3 separate regions of the Gossypium hirsutum genome follow, and all the other regions are linked to region 3. Evidence: chromatin contacts called from public Hi-C data. All regions are on one chromosome and are shown on one strand. The core of a region is the stretch at or near the end of the contact, and the rest is flanking DNA. Distances in the headings are between cores, read along the strand shown.

What was found. A called contact is a pair of places that touch in the nucleus more often than the background predicts.
Region 1: a Hi-C map of leaf shows a contact between it and region 3, with 2.4 times the contacts expected there. The contact joins the enhancer-like site here to the promoter of LOC107956267 in region 3. A contact is called at or near these places in 4 of 34 Hi-C or Micro-C datasets (anther and leaf).
Region 2: a Hi-C map of leaf shows a contact between it and region 3, with 3 times the contacts expected there. The contact joins the enhancer-like site here to the promoter of LOC107956267 in region 3. A contact is called at or near these places in 3 of 34 Hi-C or Micro-C datasets (all in leaf).

The regions. Positions count from the first base shown.
Region 1 is chrA11:91,594,852-91,597,551 of Gossypium_hirsutum_v2.1, forward strand. No RefSeq gene overlaps it. Among protein-coding and RNA genes, the nearest start is that of LOC121210300, 3.4 kb to the left of the region's middle. Within about 2 kb of position 1,405, at least 9 of the 9 cell types and tissues checked have an H3K27ac peak or open chromatin away from gene starts, as enhancers often do. A contact at or near this core is called in leaf, where this site is marked.
Region 2 is chrA11:91,762,605-91,765,637 of Gossypium_hirsutum_v2.1, forward strand. No RefSeq gene overlaps it. Among protein-coding and RNA genes, the nearest start is that of LOC121209957, 37 kb to the right of the region's middle. Within about 2 kb of position 1,342, at least 9 of the 9 cell types and tissues checked have an H3K27ac peak or open chromatin away from gene starts, as enhancers often do. A contact at or near this core is called in leaf, where this site is marked.
Region 3 is chrA11:91,051,810-91,054,569 of Gossypium_hirsutum_v2.1, forward strand. LOC107956267 (NADH--cytochrome b5 reductase 1) reads right to left here and starts at 1,296. Exons shown (of 7, transcript XM_041082251.1): 1 at 1,230-1,296; 2 at 1,023-1,113; 3 at 838-915; 4 at 391-471; 5 at 140-229. The coding sequence starts at 915.

The DNA.
Region 1 (2,700 bases), core at 155-2,654, 540 kb after region 3:
TGATGCTTTCAACTTTGTTAAAAATGGCTTGGGGCAAATCCAAAAATCCACCAACTATGGAGGGGTTTGAATGCAACTTTGACAAGACTTCAAGGGCTTCTTTGCAAGCTTAATTATTCAGTTAATAAGCTGATTTGGGTCAGCATATGGCTGGTTTTGGGCTGCCCAATCTATGGCCTGTTCACTTTAATCGGTTCGGTTCAACTGGACCACTTTTTCCATAATTAATTAATATTAATTTATTTAGCCTAAATTAAATTGGGTATAAATTAAAATTAATTATATTATGAATTAATACACATAATTGGACTGTCTTAGGCTGGAAATTAATTTGCCTTGATACTTCTAATTGCTTTTAAATTTTGTGCTTCAAGCAGTGTCTGTCGAGCCATTTTTCGCCATTTACGTAATTTTGTCGAAAATAAGCAAAATTACTCAAAATTAATTATAAAATTAACTAAAATTCATCATGTTAATATTTTAAGTATAATTTAATTATTTTATGAAAATTAATTATTTTTCGACAAGAATTTAATTGAAACGGTATAATTTTAAGCTAAAAAAAGGTATGTAAAAATGCGTAAATTTTCGTGTTTCCAATTATCAGCATATGAAAAACAAAAATATACGGAAACATTAGCTCCCAGCGAGAATTGCATAAGGCTCTATCAAGATGCTCAAATATATTCCGTCTATTCCAAGTGAATTTGGGACCTCTAAATCCAATATCCTTCAACTCACAAACTGAGCATACCTGTTGGAAAGCCGGACAACTAGCAACAACCCTTTTCAAGCCACCTTTTTTCTAATCCTCATTAAGCAAAGCATTAAAATCCCCAGCAATCAACCAAGGAAGACTAATATTCTTAGCAATACAGCTTAGGCCATACCATAAATCTTTCCTCAAATTTTTATTAGGACTCCCATAAACACCTATAAAGAGCACCTAATCTATAACATCATCAAATTTAATTTTCGTGCGAGTAAATTGCATATGATTAACCATAACTTCAACATGAATATTATCTTTCCGCAGAACCCAAATACCACCCGAATATCCCACAGCTTCCACCCGATGAGAATAAGGCAGATCAATAATTTTAATCATTGTATCTGCTTTTAAACTACTATTTCGGGTTTCCATCAAAACCACAATACAAGGATCTACTTCGCGTAAATACTCCTTCATAATTCTGCCAAAATTAGGATACCCAACACCTTGGCAGTTCCATACAAAATTTTTTGACATTATAAAAATCAGAATTAAAAAAAAGACCAAACCTTTGAGGACACCATCATTCATCTAATGAATCGTTCATGAGTGTCGCGTCACTTTCACCCCCATGGTCCACTCGCGGTGGTCGACCCAGAATCTGTCCACTATCAGCCTAGTCCAACACTACCAGTTCTGTGTTCCCCTCTCGCGTGTCTGCATCTCTATCCTCCACCTCCAAACGATCCACCGTACCTTGGATAACCTATCAAATAAGAACCATGCCAGCCAAGCCATCAAGAGTTTCCTCATCCCCTCTAAACCCAAAGTTCAGAGTATTATTACTCCTATTTTCCTTCAAAAAAGGAGGGAGTGCAGAATGAGGAATAACATTTTTTTTTATTCCTAGTTCATTTCCCATAAGAGGAGAAGAACCAATTAGATCATTTGGGTTATAGTTTTCTTTGAAAATATGAACTGTGTGAAATTTTCGATCCAATATTCCTTGGTTACCATTGGTACCAAATTTAGGTAGCCTAGACCCCACTTTTGGCCCAATCTTGAGAGTTTCAGAACTCATCCCAGACTTCTTAATTCCATCCCCTGATTCCCCATTCTATGCCCTCCCACAGCCTGTTTATTAGCCTACCCTTTAACACCCATAACCCACTTTTTATGACTTTTAGCTTTAATATTCTTCCCTTTATTACTCCCATCAAATTTTCTCCCATTCATAATCTTTATAATAGATTCAGTGAGCTTTTCTTGACCCTCACCTGAAAATTTAGCAAGTAAATTAACTCTTTGTTCCTTATGTTTCCTGAAATTAAAAATACTTGCACCATTCTAGTTGTTTCATCCTGTGAGACACCTATTTTGGAAAGAATATTAAATCAAGATCCGAAAAGATTGTTTCCATTTCCACTCTCTTATCCATCATCGTTCCTTCGATTTTGTCTACGATTCTGACGATCCACAATCATCCACTCACCGAACCTTTCATTCTCAACCCGTTCTTGAATTGATGTACATGTTGATCCAATCTAACAGGATCCTTAGCTTCACCCGATCCTTTCTCCATATCCTCCACTATCTTTGATTAAGGACAGCCTCCTTTCAAGTGTCCAAAAGTGCCACAGCCAAAACAAATTGTTGGAAGAGATCTATACTCTACTATGTGGATCCTACTAGCAATTCTTATTCTAGAAACAAGCGGCTTCTTTAAGTCAATTTGAACTGCAAATCGGGCAAACTGACCCCTTACTCTTTTATCCGTCGTTAAATCAATTTTGATTACATTCCCCACCATTTCACCAATAGCCTGGAGAGTACTTCTCTTATACAATGATCCTGATAAACCCAGTGTACGGACCCATGCAACAACACTAATGGGGAACAATTATAATGCAGAAAATTGCTTCGTTTAAGGTTGAACCGTCAGATACTAACCGTAAATCACCCATGGACCATTCAAAAGAATGTTACTA
Region 2 (3,033 bases), core at 92-2,591, 710 kb after region 3:
TTAAATATATTTTAATAATTTTATGTATTTAAATTTTTAATATAATAAAATATTTTAAAAAGATGAAAATTTTATATGTTCAAAAAATTAAAATGTCATTTTACCATTTATAGCTTTTGATAGAAAAAATAATTGTTATGGTATATTAAAATGAACTTATAATTGTAAAAATAATAAGCAACTTTTCAGAATGGACTTATCGGAGAACCAAGGAAGCGATGAAGGCGAACCAGCGAATCGATCAACAAAGAAAGTTCGAATGCGAGATATCGATGAAAATTGGGAAGTCGATATGGAAGCAACAATAGAAAATGGGAAAACTCTTTCATGGAAAGATCGATTGATGGGCTAAGGGCTCCATCCGATTGGGGACCCATCGAACGCGGAAGGACCAGAATAGGAGGATGACTTAAAGTTATCAAAGGACGATGTGGAGCGATCGACAATCAATGGCATTCCCTCAATAAAATTTTCTGATCGAATCAATCAAATCCTCATTAAGCACATGGAACTTACAGTTGTAATCAAATTGTTGGGGAGGAATATAGGATATACTGCTTTGCAGAATAAGGTCTATTCACTTTGGAAACCCTCTCAGCCATTCCGCCTAATGGATGTAGAGAATGGTTATTTTCTGGCAAAATTCAAAAATCCAGACGACTATGAGAGAGTTCTAAGCCAAGGGCCTTAGTAGTCTTTGGACAGTACTTAACAGTACAACCGTGGACTATGGAATTTAATCCTGCTCAACCGTACCCTAATATAGTTATGGCCTGGATTCGTCTTCCTGGGTTACCTGGGCACATGTACAAGCGAAAAATCTTGCGGGAAATCGGAGAAACAATAGGAAAAGTAGAAAAATTAGATTTTAACACCGATAATGGAGTAAGAGGGAGATTTGCGAGAATGGCAGTATTTGTTAACCTAGGAAAGGCCTTGATTTCACAGGCACTTATTAATGGAGTTACACAACGATTAGAATACGAGCACCTTCCGATGGTTTGCTTCCAGTGTGGGCACTATGGTTACACAAAAGAAATTTGCCCTAAAGAAGAGATGGGATTGGAAGGAATAGGTGAGGATATCCCAGAAGATCAGACGAGACAAAGACATCCATTGGAGGAAAACAAAGCAGAAAACTCAAATAGAGAATTATATGGTCCATGGATGCTTGTTGAAAGGAAGGCAAAGAAAACTAGAAGAACAGGATGGAAACATGAGGGCGACGGCGCAACCAAAACAGCAAGAAACTCTAGATTCCAGGTTCTGGAAAATATAGATGATAGTGGGCTCCCTAAAGCTCGCGGCGAGGAAACCAGAATGGACTATGAACAAGGTAATACTGACCCTCTAAAGCCGGGCTCAGAAAAAGATGTTGGCTCATTTCAATCTGACCACTTTACACACCCTAATGATGGGCGAAAATCAGGAATACAAACTGCAGACCCTTCTTGGCCCAGCAACAAAACAGAAGTGCGAATAGACAAAACTATTTTAGCACAAAGGCCTTTGATTTATGTCAAAGCAGCAAACATAAGCAGCCCACCACAAAGCCTTGGCCACCACCAAACTTCCATAATACTGACAGAGCATGATGGGATTAAAAAGGCCAAGCCAGCACTGGTAATAAATCTACTTGGCACTCCAAAGAATCTGCTACTGGGTCTCATGAAAGACAGATCAATAATACCAGACCAGGCCTAATAGAAGATGCAACTAGGGCTTTAAACAAGGAGCAAATAGACCTAACCAGCAAAGAAGTTAATAGCAAAGAAGTGAATTTCTTACGTAGCTTAAACTTGCTGGAAAAATCAAGACAGGAACTACCACCCAACATTAATACATCTTTCAATCTTGCTTCTACAGACCTCCAAAATAACTTTAGCATTTTAACTCCTGAAAAGGATGTTGGGGGGCTATCGAAGAAAGCTCTGCCCAGTTAAATTCGCAAACTTTTCAAGAAATTATGAAGCTACCAACAGCAAGTATTCTAGACGCTGATAAGCATTCAATAGTTCTCTTCCAAGAAAATAATCAACCCACAACCAAAGGAAATACCCAGAACATCAAAACCAAAACAGGAGCCAATTAAGCAGTGGAATCAACAGTACGCGACAATGCAAAAACAGGGAATCCCCACAAAGGAAGAAACCTCAAAGTCAACAAAAAAAAAGGTAACCCCTTTAAAGTCTCCCCTTCAAAAATTTCAATCCCTGAATCTATCAGTAATATGGTTGAATTGTTGCAAACCCAAGTCCAGCAAGGGCTGGTAAATGAAATTCCTAGTGGAACATTAGGAAAAATAGGAGACAATGCAGAGAATAGGCAGTAATTAAGTAACCCGATATACGCATTTATTTAATTTTAATGAACTCTAGAATCTTGATTTTTTCCTAGAATTGTCAAGGGTGTGCGAATGAGAAATTTTCTCGTACTTTTAAAGAGTATAATAGGGAACACAAGTCGGACATTATTAGCTTATTAGAACCGAGAGTAAGTGGCCGCAAAGCTGACGAAGTAATTGTAAAATTAGGATTACAGTATTCACATAGAGTGGAAGCTAGAGGTTTTTCAAGGGGAATTTGTATTGGATGGAAATCCTCTGTCAAACTTGAAATTCTCTAAAATCACCCCCAATTCATACATACACAAATATCTTATGGCTCCCCTACCCAAATAATCCTCATTGCTTTTGTTTAAGGAAGTCCTAATAAAACAAAGAGGAGCTTTCTATGGGACACCTTAAAAGAGACTATCCCTACAACCAATACTCCCTGGTTGGCGATTGGGGACTTTAACTCTATTCTATCCAAAAATGAAAAAAAAAGGGACTTCTGTTGGGAAAAGGTGCCCCTTATTCGGAGAATTTATTGAAAACAATGATTTACAAGATTTAGGATTCCGAGGACCTTCCTTCACATGGCAAAGAGGAGGGATACTTGAACGAGTAGATCGAGCAATTGGTAACATTCCTTGGATTCGTACTCTTCAACAGTGCCTAGTCACACATCTAGTGAGAATCAAATCCGATCA
Region 3 (2,760 bases), core at 46-2,545:
CCAATATAGCTCAGCATTGCTCGTAGAGACAGGCTATTCTGTTCTCCACAATGGAAGACAGAAGAAGCCTGTCCGGGGTTTGTTACTTTGGACCAATTGAGTCGTTGAAAGATAATAAACAAAGTAGAAAGTAAAATACCTTCAAAAGAATGTCCTCATATGTAACATTGGCATAAATAAGGTGTACGTTTGTCATGTCTTTTGGGTTCTCCAATATGGCTCTGGCTACCTAATCACAAACCAAAACCAGAAAACAAATATCGGAGACATGTTATACAAATATTTAAAATTTTGCAATAGGCTAAAAATAAAAACATGTGAAAAGGCAACATGTCTCTAATAGGACCAAATACATTAAAAGAAGAACTAGTTGACAAATGATTGACATACTTGGAACATTGGAGTAATGCCAGAGCCTCCAGCAATCATCCCAAATGCTCTAACTTGACCAGGTTGATACCTGAACCGCCCCTGGAAGAAACAATTCATGGAACAACATTAAGAAAATTATAATCAAAGGTGAATTCTCAAGTTGAACAAGATTCAGACAAGGCAAAAAAAAGCCCTAGGCAGCAAGCCTTCGATAATACAAGGAAAGCGTTTAAACAAACATGATGTGTTTGTATTCTATAGGAAATGCATTGCAATGGTAAGGTTGCAATTTATGGAGATAATCTAATATTTCAGGTTGCAATAAAAGCAAGATAAGTAGCTCGCCTGAAAAAAAAGTTGTTGCTAACATCAAAAGCAATGTTAACAAAGAAACATGCAGGAAATGTAATGGAGTACACTATAGACAAGAGCACTCTATGAATTCATATTTAAGAAACTGTATACCTTGGGACCCTTCACAGCAAGATAATCACCAACACACAACTCTCTGAAATGGTGTAACATCCTTCCTTGAGGATACATCTACTTACAAGAAAATTTCCATCATACAGTTAGAAGATGGGAACACTCGTATATATAAATATCACACTAAAGTTCACTCTAACCAGCAAGAAATTTTAGGAAAGTACCTTAATAACTAATTCAAAATGACCAACATCAGAATCCAATGTAGTAGGCGTATATGGTTTAATAACCTCCTCACCTTGGCTATCCTTGCCCCTGTTAAGATGAGAAGCATCTAACTTGCATACTAGTCCAGTTCGCAAGCATTTGGGAAGTATCTAAAACCATAATATAAGAAGAAATACAAAAAGGATGAATACAATAAACTGAACCTGCAACATATATGCTGTTCGATGGGAAGACCCAAAACTAAAGTAGGAGTAGGAAGTTCAAATGTCAACTTCTGTCACATTATGACTTCCTTCTGCTTAGGTCCATTCTTGATATTTTTAGACTTCCTTCTGCTTAGGTCCATTCTTGATATTTTTAGACCTTGTGTGAAATAATAAATCAGTCCCTTTTAAAAAAATTATAAAATATAATATAATAAAATAAAATTATACTAGTAATTTTATTAAGTAATTTTATTAAATAATACATTAAGTGAATAACTAACAAAATTTAAAAAAATATATATATATCTCACCAACTCAACTCCACGTGTAATAGGATATTTTGCTGAAGAGTTTTGAGTTGTGGTCTTATTAGAATTTCGTATCCTCCCTAAAAAGAAAATTGAAGTACATCTTCGAAGGTTGTTTTCCACTCAGATTAAAATTCTTGAGTAGTCAAAAGTCGTTTACACCTCCACTCAGGGATCACCTGTAAATAAATAAAGGGTTTCAAGTTTAGATACGAGACGAAAATAACGACGATGGGTTTCAACTTTAGACAGCGAATAAGATACAATGAAGATCTTTTAACTGAAATCTTTCTTAAATTGCCCACAAAATCGCTTCTGAGATACAAGGCGGTGTCGAAACAATGGATGTATCTTATTTCTAGCAAAAAGTTTAGCCTCGCCCACATTCGCTCCTGGCATGCCAAAGCTTCTCTCAACCCTCGTGCTGTATTCCTCGATGTCATTGGGATTCCTTCCTTTAACTCGTGACTGCATCCAAGTCCCCTGCTGAGATTTTATAGATCTCCTCAACTAGATATTGCAATCGTGTCAAGGCTTGCTTCTTTGCGATTCCTTCAGTAAAAATCCTTATGTTTGTTTGTGTAAGGTTTTTATCTGTAACCCTGCTACCAGGAAATTTAAGATGCTCCCTCTTCCATTCCCTATATTTAAACAGTATGAGCTGTGTGGGGTTAATCTTGCTTTTGACCCTCTTAAATCATCTTATTACAAAATTATTTCAGTTTGGCAACAGAGACGTTATTTAATATTGGAGGAGATGGGGATGGAGATGGAGATGGGGATGAAGATGGAGAGGAAAGCTGAATATTTTATTGACATATATTCATCACAAAACTGTCATTGGAGTTACCGAAAAATCAATTTCAGTTGGGAAGAGGGTATGAAATTTTATCAAGGGGTTTTCTTAAGGGTACGATTTATTGGGAGAGTGAGGTCTTTGAATCACAATATTTTGATGTTGAAAATGAATGTTTGAAACCATTGACATCTGAGGTTCATCGCCAAGGGTATCGCTGGTTCGGAGAGTGTGGAGGCTATTTGAATCTTGTAGTTGCCCTTGTGCCTAGTCTTTTAGAGTACAGTGTATTTGAGATGGCGGAGGATCATTCCCATTGGCACTTGAAGTACAGTTTAAATCTTGAAGCTGATCCGTACCGTATTCTAAAGATGAAACGTATGGTATTTAAGCTCTTGTGTGTGACTCACTCCGAGGAAGAAGG